3 separate regions of the Mus musculus genome follow, and all the other regions are linked to region 3. Evidence: chromatin contacts called from public HiChIP or PLAC-seq and promoter capture Hi-C data. All regions are on one chromosome and are shown on one strand. Each heading gives the region's core, a stretch centred on a gene start, on an enhancer-like site or on the middle of the called end of the contact. The rest is flanking DNA. Distances are from core to core; before and after follow the strand shown.

Region 1 (2,917 bases), core at 184-2,683, 97 kb after region 3:
TGGCAGTCCTTCATTCAGAAGCCCCTTTTACCTTTTCTCTTGGAGACTCTGAGAATGCCACCTTGTGTTGCCTGCAGGGAGAGATCCCAGTGACAAGGGAGGAGGGAGGGCTGTTTTAGCTCCTTCCAGGGCACTAACGTTCTGACAGTCATTTCCTAATGGACAGGTGGCTGGATTGCAGCTAGCCCACACAGCAAAAGCCTGCCATTTTATTTACTTATTTTGGAGACAGGGTTTCTCTGTGTAATCCTTGCTGTCCTGGAACTCACTCTGTAGACCAGGCTGGGCTCAAATTCATGAAGATCCACCTGCCTCCGCCTCCCAAGCTCTGGGATCGAAGGTGTGAATCACCACTGCCCAGCTGGGTTCAAACTTAATAACAGCAACACATTCAAAAGGGCAGCTTGTAACTAACTCTTTTTTTTTTTTTTTTTTTTTTTTTTTTGGTTTTTCGAGACAGGGTTTCTCTGTGTAGCCCTGGCTGTCCTGGAACTCACTTTGTAGACCAGGCTGGCCTTGAACTCAGAAATCCGCCTGCCTCTGCCTCCCGAGTGCTGGGATTAAAGGCGTGTGCCACCACACCTGGCCCTTAGCTTGTAACTCTTAAAGACATCAAAGTCACAGGAGAAGTACTCAAGCCCACAAGAGGCTCTGGCCACTTCTCCTCAGTGTTCACTGCTCCTCCCATGATGGGTAATGCAGGCAGAAGACATGGCCCTGTGCAAGACCTGTGATGTCACTGTGCCTGACAATGGCCCCTCCTCAGATTCAGGGACTTAATTTCAGCCATGGGTAGGACCAGGTAACACAGCTGGAAGCACTAACACGTCTGTGTGAGGTACTGCAGAGCTGGGTGGGGAACGGAGGCAGGCCTCTGGAAGTTTCTGAAAGCCTGGGCACAATAAAGGATCAATAGAAGGAATTGTTAGTTTTTAACAATATGTACACGTCTGTGGTTCTTGCCCTGTAACTCCAGGACTTCACCCATACTCACTGCTCAGCTTTCCCTAGAGCCCCCCCCCCCCCTTGCACTCCCAGCATGCACTTCTGTCCTGTTCAGGAACAAGAGTCCAGATTTCATGTCCTTTGAGCGCAAAGTAGTAGATGAGTGGCCTAGAAGGGACTTCCGTCTGAAGTCACAGGCTTCCATGTGTAGTTGGCCATTTCCCTATGGCAGGGCCTTAGCCGCCACCAGTCCACAGTGACAAGGGACACCGCAGAAGGGATCTCCGTGTGACACCTATCTCCTTTCCATCACTCTTGATCCAACCTGCAACCTTTGCCAAAGCCAAGTTCACCTTTTGCCTGTGACCTCGGTTTCCTCATGTGCACAGGCAAAGCTTCAAGGGAGAGGATCACTTCTGGGTGAGCTCCAGAGTCAGAGGCAGCACTGACTGGCTGATTCCCCAGAGTTCTGAGGTGGAGGTGGGGAGCACGCAACTCTTGAGCTCTGATTGGGTAGTGCCTGGATTAGTCTGTGCTTTCCCGAATCATGGTGGAGCCTGCTCGCCGCCTAGTGGAAGTATCTAGTAACTGACCCAAGCTCTAAAAACCAGCTTGTGCTTCACTGAGGTTACTGTTTTATGTCGACCTTCACGGAGTCTTAATTCTGAAGCCTGAGCATGGCTGAAGAATTAAGAATTAAGCCATATACCCTAGTGGATTCCTGCTGCTTCAATAAAAGTAAGTCATAATGATAATAATCCATAGGCTCTCTTTTCTTTCTTGAGGAGGGGCCTCCCGTAGCCCACATTGACCTTGAACTTTGTATGTTGTTGAGAGAATGACCTTGAATTCCAGATCTTCCTTCCTCCACCGTCCACGTGCTGAGATTACAGGCATGCACCACCACACCTGTCTCTTCCACGGGCCTTCAAACCTTACCTGCCAGTGACGGTGTGGTGACACCCCACTTTTCAGTTTGCACACAGCAAAACACTACAGTGGGGAGATTCGTGGTGGCTGGGCATTGAAGACAATAGTGGCTGTGTTTGACAGAGGGTTTATTCTGTCTCACAGGTGTTAGGGACACCGTTTGTCATGGTGGCTCAGCACGGCTTGGCTAAGATCACACTCATGGTGGAAAGCAGCAAACATTCAGTAGAAATCATGCTTAAGTCGTTACAAATCTTTTCTTTGAGATGGATACTAACATATGACACAATGTGAGCAGTGGTCAGCCATGCTATTGTTGGGGTAAACACCCTACAGTGCACAGTACTAAATAAGTTCCAGAAGATGCTCATTGGCTTACTGTAAAGTCGGATTTATGTTAGAGGATTCTGTGGACTGTACGGTGTTCCAGGCTGGTGTAAGTGCTCTGAACACATAAAGCTAAGTTAAGCTGGGATGTTAGGTTGAGGAAAGTACATTTGACATGTACAGCATTTTTAGCCACCATGGGCTCATTAGGGGATAGCCCCATCATATGTTGCGGGACCTCTGAACTCCCTTCTCCCTAAGAGTGAGGCAGTGACTCAGGAATGGAGTCCCATGTCCTTTCTGCTGCCGCCTCAGTGTTTCACTCTACTCCCAGATCATGACATTCCTCCACTTCAAGCTACCCTAATCCCATGTTCCAAGTCCTGGGACACCAACTGGGTATGTTACAATTAGGATACTATTCACCTGGACTTAACATCAGCTCCCACAGACTGAGGCTCAGTGCCCAGTTCTGCAGGGTGCTGGGAATTGAATCCAGGGCTTCCTACATGCTAAGCAAGCATCCTACCAACTCAGCTACACCCCAGGCTCTCTTACTCTCCTCTTTGTCCAGGCCATGTGGCAAGGATCTTGCCACGGTGTGCATCCTCACCACAGTCCCCAAAAGCAGCAGGGCCAACTGGCTCTGAATGGAAGCTTCCAACTCTGCGAGCAGAATAAACCTTCACTCTTTATAAGGTGGTTATCTCAGGTG
Region 2 (3,262 bases), core at 322-2,821, 120 kb before region 3:
GTGTTCTATTTCAGTCTACTAAGCATCTACACGTCCAAGGTCCTTTGGCTGTACATGAATCCCAGCTGTTAATTAAAGCACCTGAAGGAAAGGTGCTTCCCCCACCTCCTGGAAGGTGTGAGAGGTAAGCCCTACCCCCACCCCCACCCTCAACCCTACCCCCACCCCCACCCCGGCTCGAGGATGCTCTTGGCTATTCTGAGAGGAAGGGGATGCCCTGTGGACTGCAGTTGGAGGCTGCAGAGGGACAGAGTAGATCCTCGAGGACTCAGTCCCTACTCCCAAGGAGCCGTACCACAAGAAGGAGGGACCACGAGAAACAGAAAAGCAATCTGGAAGGAACAGAACAGTCTAGAAGGGGAAAAACATAACAGAAACACAGACACCCCAGAGGTTAGACCCTAGCATGCCTTACAATAAAAATAGGATGCTGTTTAAAGAGAAGAGAGAGAAATAACCCAAAACCAGAGAGAACTGGTTGTTAGGGATCAAAAACAACAACCGCAAGAAAAAAAAAACGGTTTGGAGGAGCAAGGAACTGAAGAGAGACGGGGTGGGAAGGGGAGAGGTCGAGAGAGATACCTCCCAAGGGACAGTGCTGCCAGGACAGAAACTCCAGGCGGAACTAGAGAAAACGCAGCAAAGTGAGTCAGAGAAATAGAAAGAGTTCCCAGGCCCCACCCCCTCCCCGGGACTGCGAGATCAGCTCCAGCCGAGCCCATGGGCACAGGTCCTGGTGAGGCTGAGCAAAACTGGCTGCCAAGAGAGTGTTTCCAGAGATAAACACAAAGTCAACTGGGAAAACCAATCAATATCAATCATCCATCCATCCATCATCCATCCTTGTCAATAAGGTCCCCACACTCCTGATTAGAATCATCTGTTGACAAGCTGCCCTAGAGGGATGAGGCCTGAGAAACAGCTTCCCTGGAAGGTCTAGTCCATGTAACATACAGACGGGGGTGGGGGGTGGGGGTGAGGGTAAAGATGGCGTTACCCAGAGATACCCAGAGGCTCAAAAGTCCCTTCTCACATACGATTTCCAAGGTGCTGCTGGACTATGCACACTTGATAAGAGAGTCAGGAAGAAGGAGATAAAGGGATCCCCCAGTCTAGGGGACTTGACAGGAGGTCCAAGAGGGCCTGAGGGAGCTGGAACTCTCTCTCTGCGTCATATTACAATCCTGCAGTCAGTTGGCTAGAGGGGGATGGGAAAGGTGTGTTCCCCATGGAGGCTCGTGACATCACATCTAAACAGGATGGACCAGGAGAGTCATGGAAACGGTAAAAGGAGACTTGGCGCCTAAAACTTTGGTGTAGGGGTCACCGGATCTTCCCAAAGTCTGCCTCTGGTCTTGGAAATCATGAAAACATTTCAAAGGAAAAGCAAGGTGACATTTCTTACCCTCTTAAGCTTGAGGAATGATCACCAAAGTGTGGGTGTGGTTTACCCAAGCAGAGAAGATTCAAAGTCACCCCGAAAGCATGACCTCCACCCTGCCCATTCCACAGGCTTTCCCCGTGAGAGGCTGAGGGGTGCGGTGTCTACCTTGGGCTGGCTCTTTCTCAAGTAGACCACAAGAGGGCGGTAGCACCCTCCTAGTGTCACAGGAGGATTTAGCCACACAGCCTGCAGCTAACAGAGGACTGACTGTCCCTGCGAGGCCTCTGGAGGACCTCATTTGTCAAGGGAAGCAGCACAATTTCACGTGTGACCATCACTAGTCTTAACTTCGGGCACCCAGGCTTCAAAGGCAAAATCCCAAAGGATGAACGCAATGAAGCTGCCAAGGGTGACTGATGGGCTGCAGGCCAACCTGTGATAGCAGTGTTAACACCAACGGTAGGGAGGCCAACTCGGTCAGTGTCACAGAAGCCACCATAGGCTTAGGGTTCGGCATACAGTACAAGGAAGTGGCCACACCTCTAGACATTCTATGGCTTCACTCTCCCAATGAGCAGCTTGTCCAGTGCTACTTCCAAGCTGGGAACCCGGGAGGCATCCACAGTTACTGAAGTGTTTGGGAAGCAATGTGCCTCTCTCATAAGTTGCACTAGCTGAATTAGAAAGGGACTTTGTGTCATGGACCGGGAGGCTCATCCACGTCCAGCACTGCCTGCGGGAGGGACCTGGGACCACATCCACTTGGCTCTACCGGGGTTCGACAGTTTTTTGTTTTGTTTTGTTTTGGTTTGGTTGGTTTTGGTTTTTTTCAAGACAGGGTTTCTCTGTATAGCCCTGGCTGTCCTAGAACTCACTTTGTAGACCAGGTTGGCCTCAAACTCAGAAATCTGCCTGCCTCTGCCTCCAAAGTGCAGGGATTAAAAGTGTGTACCACCACCGCCCGGCAGGGGTTCGACAGTTTTAATGTTGCCATCCTCATTTTGTCAAGGGATGGGATGTTGTGATTTTTTTTTCCTGTAAGGTTCTAAGGCATGATGCTGAGTTGTGCCCTTCCCTTCCTGCAGCAAACTTCTTAGAGGAGAACGTCACAGCCAGAAAGTTCCTCAGGAGACTGGGATGTGTTTCGCACACAGAGGAGCGTGTGGAAGACTGGAAGATAGCAGTACTGGGTGACCTAGAAGGTGCCAGAGGCTCCGCTTCAGCCACAAACATACCCTGCTTCCCAGACATATCACCTACCCCAAGATCCCCTCTGTGTCATATGGGAAGGGTCCACAGGCAAGTGACAGTCATAGGAGGCGGTAGGCACTATGCCCTTCCTGGTCCATGGACACATCAAGGAATCCTTGGAAACTGACTGAAGGGCTCACTGATGGCTAAGTAAAGCTCTCCCATGTAGTCATGGCTGGATTCCTCACTGGATTCCTGTCCATGCTTGCTCCAGAACTCTGTGTGGTCTCGGGGGGGGGGGGAACCCCAGGAACAGGTCACAGGGGAAGCCTGGGAGGCCACACAGCTCCCCACTAGCTCCCTGTTCTTATTGTCTTTTCTGTCTACAATAACTTTGGTGTTTGAGGCATTAATGAAAATAAGCAGCAACAACACCCAACACCGTGTGTATACAGAGGAGATGGCTCTTCTGGTTGGGGCGGGGGCTGTGGTCATAGAGCCAAGCCCGGGCTCCCGGGCCCATCCAGTGTATCAGTGTGGCTGGAGCTGTGTAAAAATAACCCAGCGGCATTATTGACGAGTTATTATTACCCCAGCCTGGCGGTCCATGGCATTTCTGAGCTGTGTGCTTGCTAGACCGCTTTCCCGCTGGCCGCCCTTGGCCTTGGAAGCCAAGCTGGGGCACTT
Region 3 (3,016 bases), core at 132-2,631:
GTGCATGGCATCCAGAAACTCTCCAGTGTTGCTATGTCGGCTACAGGGGGCACTAAATGGGTGGCTTGTCAGTAGAGGGAATAAATCATATCACTAGGCTGCCAAGGTCTCAGCACTGCTGTCTAATTTTTGTTGATCCCTTTCGCCTCTGTCAGTCTCATGGATCTCTTGTAAGCCTCGGTCTGCCCCTAAGGCAGTGAAAAGGGCAGCTGTGAAAGGGTTCTTCTGCAATTCTGAAGGATGGCTGCATACAGAAATCCTCAACTATGTTCCCAGAGAGCTTGTAAAAGAGCCCTGTGATACTTTGGTTGGACAAGGTCAGGAGAAACATACAATCACCTCTTCTCAGGAAAATGATTCTTCCAGTCTGCTCCTGAGTTTCTTGGGGGCTGCATGGTATGTGCTCAGACATGGTCACGAACCTGTGACAGATTTGGAGGACATAGTTTACCAAGTCTTGCCACGTCTTCAGCTGCCTATAGGTCTTCATGGATATCCTTACTGAATGAACTAAAGCCTCCCCAGCCTGTGCTGCAAAGACTTACAAAGTAGCCAAGGCACTCTCACAAGCAATTCTGAACTTGCTCAGAGACTGCAGGTGTTTCGAATCATGACCAAGACATTAGGTAGCAAATGTGGCTTGCCCAACAACCACTGCCCTCAGGAAAGGTAGAAGCCTTAAATGATAATCCCAAGAAGCTAATGAAGAAAGCCCCTGTGTTACTTTCTATTGCCGTGACAAAACACCATGACCAGGGCAACACAGAAACAGTTTATTGCAGGCTTAAAGTTTCAGGGGAGGAGTCCAGAACCATCATATGTGACTCATTTGGGCAAGCATGGATAGTGTAAAGCCATGAGCAGGTGGGGTAAAACCCGTGGCCTCGGGCTGGAACATGACTGTGTGTGAACAACCTGTACCATGAATACACAACAAAGGCAACATATGTTTAATAAACTTTGGGCCTTTACGGACTTCCCACACTTTGTCTCATTCACCCCCGGGCTCCTTCCCGATGTTCCCAGACTCTTTCCCGGTTCCGCAGAACTGACTTTGCCAGGTCAAGCCTGCTACTGGTGAGATGTGATCCATTAGGCTACTATCAGAGAAAAGAGCCCAGAGCTAGCCCCGCCCTCGCCCCGCCCCTGCCCGGGGTCCTAGCGCGAGGACCCCTGAGCAGCTGTCCGAGGCTGAGCCTGACTCAGTTTCCTCTGTGGTCCACGAGGGCAGTTTTCCGTGTGCGCTGAATGGTGGCCCTCGAGCCTCAGCACACCTCTCTGCGCTGACGACGAACTTGTGACAAGGCGCGGTCGCAGCTCGTTGCTGCAGGCGGTGAGGAAGGCGGTTCCAGAGACAGGCGGAGTCGCTGCTCCGGCTCCAGCATGGCGGCGGCCGTACGCGCTGCAGGCTGTCTCCCTGCATTGTGTAGCTTGCAGGCAGGTGAGCCCTGGGACCCGGACCGAAAGCGCGCGCGAGCAGGGGTCTTTCCCTCGGGTCTGTCGAGTCTAGGCTCCAGGAACGCGAGAAGTCGCCGAGTCCTTGATCTCAGTCTCCCATTCGGGTCCGGCCGGCTGTGTGACCTTGCGCGCCTTCTGTCCCTCTCTGGTCGCGCCGTTTGAGAGTATAAGGAGTGAACTGGGCAGTGTGCTTTCGGCCAGGGAGACCGTTCAGGCCCACTCTGTGAGGAGGAGCGAATGTAGCAAGCATAGTCTGTGGTTCATAGGGTGATGTCAATCCCTGTCTCGAGTCAGAGTGCCGCCAGCAAAAAGTCTAACAGACTCTTACTGAGTCTGTTAGATTAACTAGCTGTCATTTTAGCGTCTGGGCCGATCCGTTTGCCAGAATATACTTTTGCTGTCACCGTCTTCCTGCCGCCCTTTTCAGTTGTGTGCCGATCTCTAGCATGGCGTTGGCTTGTAGGAATAGCTTCGCGCTGGACATTGTGCTCAAGGTCCTGGTCCAGAAAGTTCATTTTGTTGCAATATTTAACCTGAAATCACTTGATAGGGTATGTGACTTGAGCCTTCGTTTGTTTTGCCGGCGTTGAAACCATCTCATTAAGGCCTCTGTCCATAGTAAGTTGTAACATTCACTAGCGCTCGCAGGTGATCTATCTAAAGTGTACACTTCAAAGGTTTTGTTTTAGTGTTTTTGTAGACGGTGCATTTATCATCACAGTCAGTTTGAGAACATTTTCATCACTCCAAAAGAAAAAACAACTGTACCTTTTAACTGTTGCCCCCACCCCTCGCCATCTCTCACTAGCCGTCAACACTGGGAGACTACTGATCTATTTCCCATCTGTCCATAGCTTGTCTGTTCTGGGCATCTGGTTTCTACGATTGGCATCTGCCAATAATGCTGTGTTGTCAGGATTTGTCCCTGCTGTGACATACCAGTCCCATGTTGCTTGTGAGCCAATAATACTCTTGTGTCCATTACACCACATTTTGTTTATCCACTCATTGGCGGATGAACGTTTGAGCCGTTTCCATCTTTTGGCTGTTAGGACTGATGTTAAAACATTTGGATGCTGTGCTTCTGTCTGTGCACATGTCCGTCCTCTTGTGGGTATTTCCTGGGTGGAATTGCTGGTTGAAGTGACACCTCAGTGTTTAACTAAGGAACTAACTACCAAGTAGCTGTACCATTTTACAGCTCCACCGGCACTGTGTAGGGGCTTCAGTTTCTCTTTGCCAGCACTTGTTATTGTCTGTCCTGTTCAGAGAACCAAGCTGTGACGATATACTAATTTTGTGGCTTTGATTTCTAATGGGCTCGTTTCCATGCGCTTAATAGCCATGTGTGTATGTTCTTGAAGCAATATCTGTTCAAATCTTTTGTCTGTGTGCGCCTGTAACTTGATTGTGTGGTTCTTGACCATGAATTTCCTAGATTAGAGGGAAACACTTGATCTAACCGTGTGCATGCTAGGCACATGCTCTACAACTGAGCTGCACGCTCGAGTGTTAGAAGGCTTGGATCCTGTCGGTAGAGCCATGGGTTATGGATGCT

Evidence for each region. Promoter capture Hi-C pulls out the DNA fragments that hold promoters and counts their contacts. HiChIP or PLAC-seq counts read pairs in DNA pulled down with a chosen protein or histone mark.
Region 1: an H3K27ac HiChIP or PLAC-seq map of trophoblast stem cells shows a contact between it and region 3, with 2.7 times the contacts expected there. The contact joins the enhancer-like site here to the promoter of Mrps5 in region 3. A contact is called at or near these places in 8 of 39 promoter capture datasets (the HPC-7 cell line, cranial neural crest, embryonic stem cells and 4 more), 2 of 15 datasets of contacts at CTCF or cohesin (both in embryonic stem cells), 4 of 484 Hi-C or Micro-C datasets (embryonic stem cells and reprogramming fibroblasts), 24 of 115 datasets of contacts at active chromatin or transcription factors (the SCID.adh cell line, T-cell acute lymphoblastic leukemia, bone marrow-derived macrophages and 11 more) and 4 of 9 other capture datasets (adipose tissue, embryonic stem cells, liver and 1 more).
Region 2: a contact with region 3 is called in a promoter capture Hi-C map of neural stem cells. The contact joins the enhancer-like site here to the promoter of Mrps5 in region 3. A contact is called at or near these places in 1 of 39 promoter capture datasets (neural stem cells), 1 of 484 Hi-C or Micro-C datasets (bone marrow-derived macrophages), 9 of 115 datasets of contacts at active chromatin or transcription factors (bone marrow-derived macrophages, differentiating embryonic stem cells, embryonic forebrain and 4 more) and 4 of 9 other capture datasets (adipose tissue, liver, macrophages and 1 more).

What each region holds. Positions count from the first base shown.
Region 1 is chr2:127,682,653-127,685,569 of GRCm38.p6, forward strand. No RefSeq gene overlaps it. Among named protein-coding and RNA genes, the nearest start is that of Gm22889, 6.5 kb to the left of the region's middle. Within about 2 kb of position 1,434, at least 58 of the 459 cell types and tissues checked have an H3K27ac peak or open chromatin away from gene starts, as enhancers often do. A contact at or near this core is called in trophoblast stem cells, where this site is marked.
Region 2 is chr2:127,460,895-127,464,156 of GRCm38.p6, forward strand. The region is part of intron 5 of Kcnip3 (Kv channel interacting protein 3, calsenilin); the gene reads right to left. Among named protein-coding and RNA genes, the nearest start is that of Fahd2a, 18 kb to the left of the region's middle. Within about 2 kb of position 1,572, at least 11 of the 459 cell types and tissues checked have an H3K27ac peak or open chromatin away from gene starts, as enhancers often do. A contact at or near this core is called in neural stem cells, where this site is marked.
Region 3 is chr2:127,586,045-127,589,060 of GRCm38.p6, forward strand. It overlaps Mrps5 (mitochondrial ribosomal protein S5), which reads left to right and starts at 1,382. Exons shown (of 12, transcript NM_029963.2): 1 at 1,382-1,441. The coding sequence starts at 1,384. It also overlaps a transcript of Zfp661 not described here.